Linked DNA regions of Mus musculus: all the other regions are linked to region 3. The links are chromatin contacts, called in public promoter capture Hi-C maps. All regions are on one chromosome and are shown on one strand. The core of a region is the stretch at or near the end of the contact, and the rest is flanking DNA. Distances in the headings are between cores, read along the strand shown. Region 1 holds the start of Scgb1c1 (secretoglobin, family 1C, member 1). Region 2 holds the start of Dpysl4 (dihydropyrimidinase-like 4). Region 3 holds the start of Kndc1 (kinase non-catalytic C-lobe domain (KIND) containing 1).

What was found. Promoter capture Hi-C pulls out the DNA fragments that hold promoters and counts their contacts.
Region 1: a promoter capture Hi-C map of embryonic stem cells shows a contact between it and region 3, with 3 times the contacts expected there. The contact joins the promoter of Scgb1c1 here to the promoter of Kndc1 in region 3. A contact is called at or near these places in 5 of 39 promoter capture datasets (cranial neural crest, embryonic stem cells and maxillary cranial neural crest), 2 of 115 datasets of contacts at active chromatin or transcription factors (embryonic forebrain and embryonic stem cells) and 1 of 9 other capture datasets (liver).
Region 2: a contact with region 3 is called in a promoter capture Hi-C map of liver, with 4 times the contacts expected there. The contact joins the promoter of Dpysl4 here to the promoter of Kndc1 in region 3. A contact is called at or near these places in 5 of 39 promoter capture datasets (the 3T3-L1 cell line, the HPC-7 cell line, embryonic stem cells and 2 more), 2 of 484 Hi-C or Micro-C datasets (brain and embryonic stem cells) and 2 of 115 datasets of contacts at active chromatin or transcription factors (embryonic stem cells and stem cell-derived neural progenitor cells).

What each region holds. Positions count from the first base shown.
Region 1 is chr7:140,844,237-140,846,936 of GRCm38.p6, forward strand. It overlaps Scgb1c1 (secretoglobin, family 1C, member 1), which reads left to right and starts at 1,329. Exons shown (of 3, transcript NM_001099742.1): 1 at 1,329-1,395; 2 at 1,812-2,011; 3 at 2,364-2,533. The coding sequence starts at 1,341. The coding sequence ends at 2,396. C330022C24Rik (RIKEN cDNA C330022C24 gene) reads right to left here and starts at 1,453. Exons shown (of 4, transcript NR_045717.1): 1 at 1,147-1,453.
Region 2 is chr7:139,084,722-139,087,421 of GRCm38.p6, forward strand. It overlaps Dpysl4 (dihydropyrimidinase-like 4), which reads left to right and starts at 1,280. Exons shown (of 14, transcript NM_011993.4): 1 at 1,280-1,440. The coding sequence starts at 1,402.
Region 3 is chr7:139,893,437-139,896,142 of GRCm38.p6, forward strand. Kndc1 (kinase non-catalytic C-lobe domain (KIND) containing 1) reads left to right here and starts at 1,260. Exons shown (of 31, transcript NM_177261.4): 1 at 1,260-1,852. The coding sequence starts at 1,751.

The sequences.
Region 1 (2,700 bases), core at 79-2,578, 950 kb after region 3:
AGGAATACCTGCCAACTGGATCCCACAAAGGGAGGCCAAGGGGCCACTTGTTCCACATGGAACCCCAGTGGCAGACAATGTAAAGAGACAGAAGCTGGGCCAGAGAGTCTTTAAAGGAGCAGTCAGTTCTGTGACAGAATTTTGGGGGGATGAAAGGGGGGGTCTCAAAACAGGTGTCCAGGCCAAGCCCCTGGAGATGCTACTTGCAAGAGTCCGTTCTCTTTTTCCATCAGGTGAGCTCTGAAGATCAAACTCAAGTTGCCATGATTGGCCTCAAGCCCCCTGATTCACTAAGCCATCTATGTAGCCCCCAGAACCACAGGTTAAAGATGACCCGAGGTGAGCGCCACTGCACTAAGAGGCTGATCTGCTCTCCTATTGACTGTGGTGACAGACGCTGCACTGTACAATCGGTCCCACATTCATAGACTTATGCACAGAAACAGGTCCCATCACTATAGATTAGTTTCATGCTAACAAAGGTTAGAGAATATTCATTATAGGCAGGAGTCTAAGAAGGCAAGAACCCCAAACACTGGAACAGTTCTTGAAAGGGGCTAGAGCAAGGATCTGGGGGCTATGTCAGGCAGAGCATATGCAAGGCTAAGTATAATCAAAGAAAGGGTAGGGTAATGAAGGCACCATCATGCCCTGCTCAGACATGGGATAATGAGACCCACTCTGACAGGGGGTAGGAGGATTCTGCTTTGCAAAATTCTCAGGCGGATCTGCAACCAGCACCGTGTAAGAAAAACCATCAAGCCGCCAGGTGGCAGTAGAGGATAGGAGAAGGCGAGACCACAGGCAGCTGCAACTCTTCTCAGGCCACCCAACCTCACGGGACACTGCCTCCAAACGTCAGACCTCCTGGTGGTTCAGCATCCTCCACTCTGGGAGGCCCCCACCCCTCTGACCTCATGTTCCCAGGCTCCTCTCCCACCTGCAGCAGTAGGGTGGCCTCAGCCTGAGGACTAGGACAGGCAGCTCATTAAGCACAGGTGGAGGGGGGGGGGGGGGATCCCAACCACAAAGATCTAGACGCATCCCAGAAGCTGTCAGAGCACCGGGGAGGTCACACATGACCTTTGGCACTCCTCCCTGTTAACTAGCACTAAGTTTACCCAGACCAGGATGTATTCCACTTACCCCGACATGTTTGCCAACTGCCCCCTTATGATCCACTCAAGTTTGGCACTTCTTGGCACCTAATGGAGCACAGTGACATGCCTGGCCCAGTTGTCCTGCCAGGTCCTGAGAGGTATGCCCCGCCCCCGGGCAAGGTGCCACCTTCTACAGCATAAAAGCCTGGTATCCCCCAAGCAGTTCTTGTGACTGTCACCATGAAAGGGAGCAGCGCTCTTCTGCTGGTGGCCCTAAGCCTGCTCTGCGTCTGTGGTAAGTCTGGGCCTTGTTTCTAGCACTTTCGGTAGGTAAGGGGCCCCAAGAGGCTGAAATCCTGGGATCAGGTGGGCAATGCCTACCAGTGTCACAGACCCCACCCCCTAAGTGCAGGAAATCTGTTGACACCAGTTCTCTCCCAACCCACCCTGACCTAACACTAACTAACCACCGAGGCCAATGCCGCCCACCCTGGAGCAATCCGGTTTGACCTGACCCTCTGGATCCAGTTAGCCCAGGGGAAGAACTCCCCCTTCTCTTCCCTGGTGAGGTCAGGAAGTCAGGGGGGAAACCACAGCAGCTCCCACTAGTGGTGATGGGGAAGGGATCTGCAGGTTGACCTGGGAGTGCTAGAAAGACAAGGACAGGAGATCAAGTCCCTCCCTCGGCATTGTATCCCCTTTGCAACACAGGGCTGACTAGAGCAGAGGATGACAATGAGTTTTTCATGGAATTCCTGCAAACACTCCTGGTGGGGACCCCGGAAGAACTCTACGAAGGGCCCCTGGGCAAGTACAATGTCAATGACATGGCCAAGTCAGCGCTGAGCGAGCTCAAGTCCTGCATCGATGAACTACAGCCTGTGCATAAGGAGCAACTGGTCAAGCTGCTGGTAATCGGGCTGGGACTCCCATCCCCGAATGTTTGCAGTTCTTCCGAGACCCTCCTGGTGCTGGATCACCAGTCCTCCCCGATCCCCAGATCTCCATCAGCCAGCAGAGATGGAGACCTCGCAGAGAAGTTTCCAAAGTCTCTTAGAACTGCTTCCCCCACCCCAAAAGAACTACATCCCACCTAGGCAGTACATGTGCACACAGCCCCTCCCCAGGGTGCTAGGAGAGGTGGGTCACCATGCTCAGGAGTCTGTCTCCTCCACTGGTGTGCACAGCACTGTCTGCCGCTGGGACTGGGGGATCCGGTTGTTGGTTACCAGGTCTCCTGGTCCCCACACATCTCTCTTTCAGGTGCAAGTGCTAGATGCTCAAGAGGACACATAAGCAGACCCGAAACACGGCTTGACTTCCATGAGCGACAGGACCAGCCCTACAGCGACCATGGATGTGCCGCGATCACTGCTTCTTCACGAATAAATTCACCCTCGAACTGTTAAATCAATAAAGCCTACTGCAGCCCATGTGCTGGCTTCTCTCTCTCCCTGCAACACAGGGACACACAAAAAGTCCTATCAGAGGCACCCTGAGAGATAAACCAAAAGATGCAAACTCATAATGCAAGGTCACTTTCCGGAAGCAATGTGTGAGGTCGGCCTCGGGAAACCACGTGAACACAGGGAGCTATCTA
Region 2 (2,700 bases), core at 30-2,529, 810 kb before region 3:
CAGCATGGATGCATCATGGTCCAGCATGGATGCTGCCACAGCACTTGGAGTAGACACCAGCTTCACAGCTCTTGCCCTGCCTTCTGGGAGTGGGGTGGAAGTTGTGTCCTGAGGGCAAGTCGCCAGGGTTCTTCAGGACAGTTGGTGCCTCTGGCCTGGCCCAACGCTTTCAGCACCCTCTGTTTATGGACAGCATCAGTACAGAAAGGCTTATGTGGGCTCCGAGGGGGCCCAAGAGGTTGCAGCACTGCCCCATTCCACATGCAGGCCTCATGCTAGGGGTTGGGGTCACCTGGCTGCAAATATCCTACTCCCACTGTGATAGCCGGCCCTACCCTGCATGTCTGTGAAGCCTCTGGCTGGGCTTAAGCTTGGTGTTTTCTTCTGCTGTGCGGAGGATGTCTTGGAAAATAAGAGCTATCGATGGATGCACCACCCGACAGCCTGAAGAAGTCCTCAGGTTGGTGAGCTACACCAGGAACCACAGGGCCCCCAAAGAGCCAGGCAGAGATGATCCAGCCAACGCAACCTGTCCCTGGGGCCTGCCCAATGTGGCCCCAGTCTGCAGGCCTCAGCAGGTAAAGGAAGTAGGACTCAGGTTTGGGGCAGGAAGCTTGGCTAGCTATCGGTCCTGGTCCCACCTGGATTTCTCTACAGAGTCTCCTCTTCGGTCTTCCCTGGCAGTGTCCAGTCCAGCCCTTTCATCTTTGTCTTGGTTGTTTCTCTCTGCCACTTCAATGACTACCCACCTCCTACCTTAGACTGGTGTGACCTGCCAAGGAACAGTTTGGCCTAGGCATCACCACTCCCTAGTCCCGCGGTCACACCAGGCTAGGGGATTGCGCTCCAACCCGGAACCATTCCTTGAATATGTATGGATTCTGCTAGAGATGCTAGGCTAGATTTTGGCTCCTCCACCTAGATGTGAGAATTAGTTTTGAACCCTGGAGCCTAGGATGCCTCGGGCCACCACAGAACAAGGCTAGGTGCGGCCAGGCTGGCCAGGTAACTCTTCTCCTGTCATTCCCTGATTGCAAACTTCATAAGTGATGGTCCTGACAGGTCGTAAGTCATCCTTCTCTACTCCGCACAGGTGGACCGGGGTGCAGTGGTCCCAGCCTGTGGCCTCCAGGATGCTCTTGGGGAAGGGAGGGAGAGAGGGAAGGAAAAGAAAAGGAAAAGGGAAAGATTTCCAAGCAAACCAGCACAAACGGGAGCAAGGGGGAGGGGCCCGGATGCAAATGACGGTCGGTGGGCGGGGCCTGGATGCAAATAAGCTAATCGGAGCCCAGAGCCGGGCTAGCTCACACTCGGACTTCCTAAGCTCCGCGCGTGTCCTCGTCGGTACGTCCACGCCCGCGCAGCCCCTACCGAGGACACTCAGCCCGCCCGTGTATCAGGATGTCCTTCCAAGGCAAGAAGAGCATTCCCCGGATAACGGTGAGTCGGGCCCCCGCCCTCGCTGCGTCTGCGCCCCTTGCCCACGGCGGGAGTGGCTTGGCTTGCACGCTCAACGGACGACCCTCCCGGCCCTGTCCGTGAGTCCCACACCTGCTCCAGTCCCCAGCCCAGCGCCACCTTTTCTGCCCTCTCCTTCGCGCGCCGCCAGCAGCGGAGAGAGCTCTCCAGGCCGCGCGGAACCCTTTGCGCAGTCGGCGCACAGGCCCGCGGCCCCGCCAGCTCTCCGGAATCCGGTGATCCGCTTGGAGAGGCCGGGTACGCGAGCGGCCTGCTAGCCGGAGCATAGGTGGCCGGCCTCCTGCTGGGTCTAGCGTGTGGCGGATGGGGTTCAAGTGGACATTGCCTGGAGCTCTGTCTCCAGGACGCCCGGCGGACACAGCCTTTGTTGGCCCCGGGGCCTCAAGGCACTCGGACGTCCGAAGCTGCTCCCAGAGCAGCCCGTGGCCGTCTACCCCCTGGGCGCGCCGCTTTCGTGTCTCTAGCGCTTTGTCCGAGACAAAGCGATTTAGCCCTGGCTAGTAGATCTGATGTCCCTGGAGGCCCCGAGCCCCTGCACGAAGCCGGGTTCGGAGACTCCACGGAGAGGTGAGTACTAACTGACCACTGAAACCAACATCCCTACAGAGCCCCCTTTCAGAACAGACCTCCTCAATACAGACACGCAGAAAGTGAGAGGTCAGTGTGTCCACCCTGCCGGCCAGGAAACAAAGCCTTCCCAATGGGGCTGCTGGAAGCCTCGGGGGAAGGGAAAGGGAGCTGGGATCAGCTGGACCAGGTCGCGGGCTCCGGGAGGTCTTTAAAAAGCTCTAGACTTGTTCTCATCATAAGAGCTCTGGAGTCTAATCAGGCTGTTGGAGAGGTCAGCTCCCTAGCCTTCTACGGGGAGTCCTCTTCTCCTATTAGAGGAACCAAAAGTAGTTCCTGCCTTTTGGCTGCCTACTGTTCCTAGGGGTCCAGGCCTGAGGGAAAAGTCCCACCAGCTAGCTGGCAGTGAGTAGAGATGGAGGTAGCAGTCTCCTGCCTAGTCAAGCAGTGTTCATGAAAAGAGAGAGGGCTCACTGGAATTCCCATTCATCTAGATAGTGTATATCACAGTATTGCTTGCTCCCCCAAATCCGGGGAACCCCAGAGTGCAAATTCTGGTGCCTGAAAATAGGAGTCTAAATAAGGACCCCCAGAACTCAAGATTTCTGGCTCAGAGATTCCTCCTAAGGGCTGAGTTATCCTAGATTTTTCTGA
Region 3 (2,706 bases), core at 10-2,509:
GTGGCTGGAGGAGCACAAGCTGAGGGCATCACAGCCTACAGAGGAGGATAAACTAAGGGAGCACGGGCTGGAGGGAGTGGATTGAAGAACAGGCTGGGGAGCACAGGCTGGGTGGAGGACAGGCTGGGTGGAAGACAGGCTGGAAGTGTACAGGCTGGGTGGAGGACAGGCTGGGGAGCACAAGCTGGGCAGAGGACAGCCTGGGAGTGTACAGGCTGAGTGGAGGACAGGCTGGGGAGCACAGGGTGGGTGGAGGACAGGCTGGGGAGCACACAACAAGGAGAGGATAGGCTGGAAGTGTACAGGCTGGGTAGAGAACAGGTTGGGGAGCACAGACCAGGGGAAGACAGACTGGGGAGCACAGACCAGGGGGAGGACAGGCTGGGGAGCACAGACCAGGGAGAGGACAGGCTGGAAGTGTATAGGCTGGGTGGAGAACAGGTTAGGAGAGCACAGACCAGGGCAGCACATGGAGGAAAAGGTGGCTGAGAAGCATCAAAGCTTGAACAAAGGAAGGAGTCAGCTTGGCCCAAAGCAGCGGACTGAGGCACAGGGCTCAGCCATCTATCTAGAGCCCGGAGACAGGTTGCAGCTAAAGCCCGGGAGTCCAAACAGTGTCTGCTGGTCACATCTGCCCCCTTCTGACCCAAAACAGTGTTGGAGGAGTGAGCAGACCTGTGAGATGTCTGTTCTCCAACTCAAGTTTCCAGTACCTTCCATCACCTACCCTGGCTGCAAGCTCTTGAATAGCTAATAATTGGAAGCCCTAAGGGCAGGCTGTTGAGAATTAGCATCCCTAACTGCGTTGTATCCTTGGACTCTGCATGACCAGTTACAAACCCACCCTCCTTCACTCAAGGAGCGCATAGCAGAGTGTCTACTATTATGTCTGATCAGTCTAGGCTCTAGGGATAGAGCCAGCAATGCCAGGAGCCGATCTGACCTACAGTGTGCTTCAGGAGCTGTGGTCCATAGTTCTGCCAGCTAAGGTTGTAAAGACTGTCAGAAACAAAAACACTAGCCTGTGGAAGGGGTTCTATGTCTGTCCTTTGCCAAGTTTGGGAGAGCCATGTAGTCCTTTGCTGTGCTTGTGGTGAATGAACTCTGATTCTCTGCCCATCACTGGACCCAGCCAAGGAAAAGACTCCAGGAGCTAAAGAACCCAGTACCTGCCCCAGTCCGTGGCTGCCACTGGAGGTGACTGCAGCAACCCCGCCCCTGGGTTGGGTGGGGCGGGAACTGCGAAAGTCCTGAGGACCAGTGTGATCTAGGTGGGCTCAGCCTTGGTACCCTCAGTCTAGGTAGGTGCAGACCCCTAGGATGGCCGCTGCGCGGAGTGGCTCCGCCCCGAACTGTCACAGACAGCGCAGGCAGGCGCAGGGTGCACCCCGGAGGCTGACGTAGTTGAAGACATCTGCGGAGCCCAAACTCGGCCCCGGCCCGCCAGTGACCACGGCCCTCAGGGAGCCACCCCCGGCCCCGCCCCAGGCGTCCCCGCGCCACCGTTTGGCGACACTGCGGCAGGCAGCGGGCGCGTTGCCATGGCGGCCGGGCGCGCGTAGCTGGCGGTGCCCAGCTCAGCCCGGCAGGCTCAGAGGCGGCAGCCAGCTTGGACCGGGATCTGCCCGGGAAAGGACCCGCCAGAGAGGGGATCTGACCCAGAGAAAACCTGCTGGGGAGGGGATCCCAGACCGGAGCTCTGTCCAGGGCCAGAGTTGCAACCTGCGCGCAGGCCCTGCTGAGCGCCAAGATGCAGGCCATGGACCCAGCCTCCCGGGGCTTCTACGAGGAAGATGGCAAGGACTTGGACTTCTACGACTTCGAGCCGCTCCCCACCCTGCCGGAGGATGAGGTGAGCCCGTCCCAGAAGCCCACCTGCTCCAGAAAAGGGGTGGGGAAAAGAAGTGGGTGGAACACAGCTCTTCTGCTGCATAGATTCTGGCCCCTCATAGTAGCAACTGCTAGGGGATCCTGTCCTCAGCCCCACCCGCCACAGAACAGCTGGAATGCTATATGGGACAGCAATGGGACTGTCCCTGTAAAGTTGGCTACTGGAGGAATGGGCTCTTGGTTTTAATCCTTGAACAGAATTGGGGGGGGGAGGGTGAAGATTCTGGCAGGTAGGGACAATAGGGACACACCTGACCTCCACAGCTGGCCAGGTGTTGAAGCAGATGAGCTTAGGAATGGCCAGTGAGACCCCTTCCCATCATTGAGGGTTCTTCCTTCTCTGGAAAAACCTTCCTCCCCCAAGTTCCCTGAGAGCCTCTAGTACAGAGTGGCTGGAGCTACACAGAGCCCCTCTTGGTTGGAGAAGCGAGGGACCCCTTCCCTAAGCCCCCAAACAATGGTCATGCACAAACTCCATGTTTTGAAAAAGCATGGCAAGCAGCCCCCCCCAAAAAAATGCTCCCGGGGGTATCTTGAGCTCCCTCAAGAATACAGGACCTTTGAGGAGCTCCTCCAAACCAGGCTCTGGAGTCCCTGTAAAGAATACACCATTCTTTAGTCCCTGAAATACCCTGGTGCTAGAGACCCTCCACCAGCCTTTGCAGCTGGTCTGGCCAGCAGATGAGTGAAAGTTAGCCAGAATCCTCCTGAAGCATAAGCCTGTGTGGTCTGCAGCACCAGGCCCTGGCAGCTCTTCCCTTCCTTTTCCCTAAAAGAGTGGGCTCTGAAAGCATTTTTAAAAAATTGCTCCTGCCT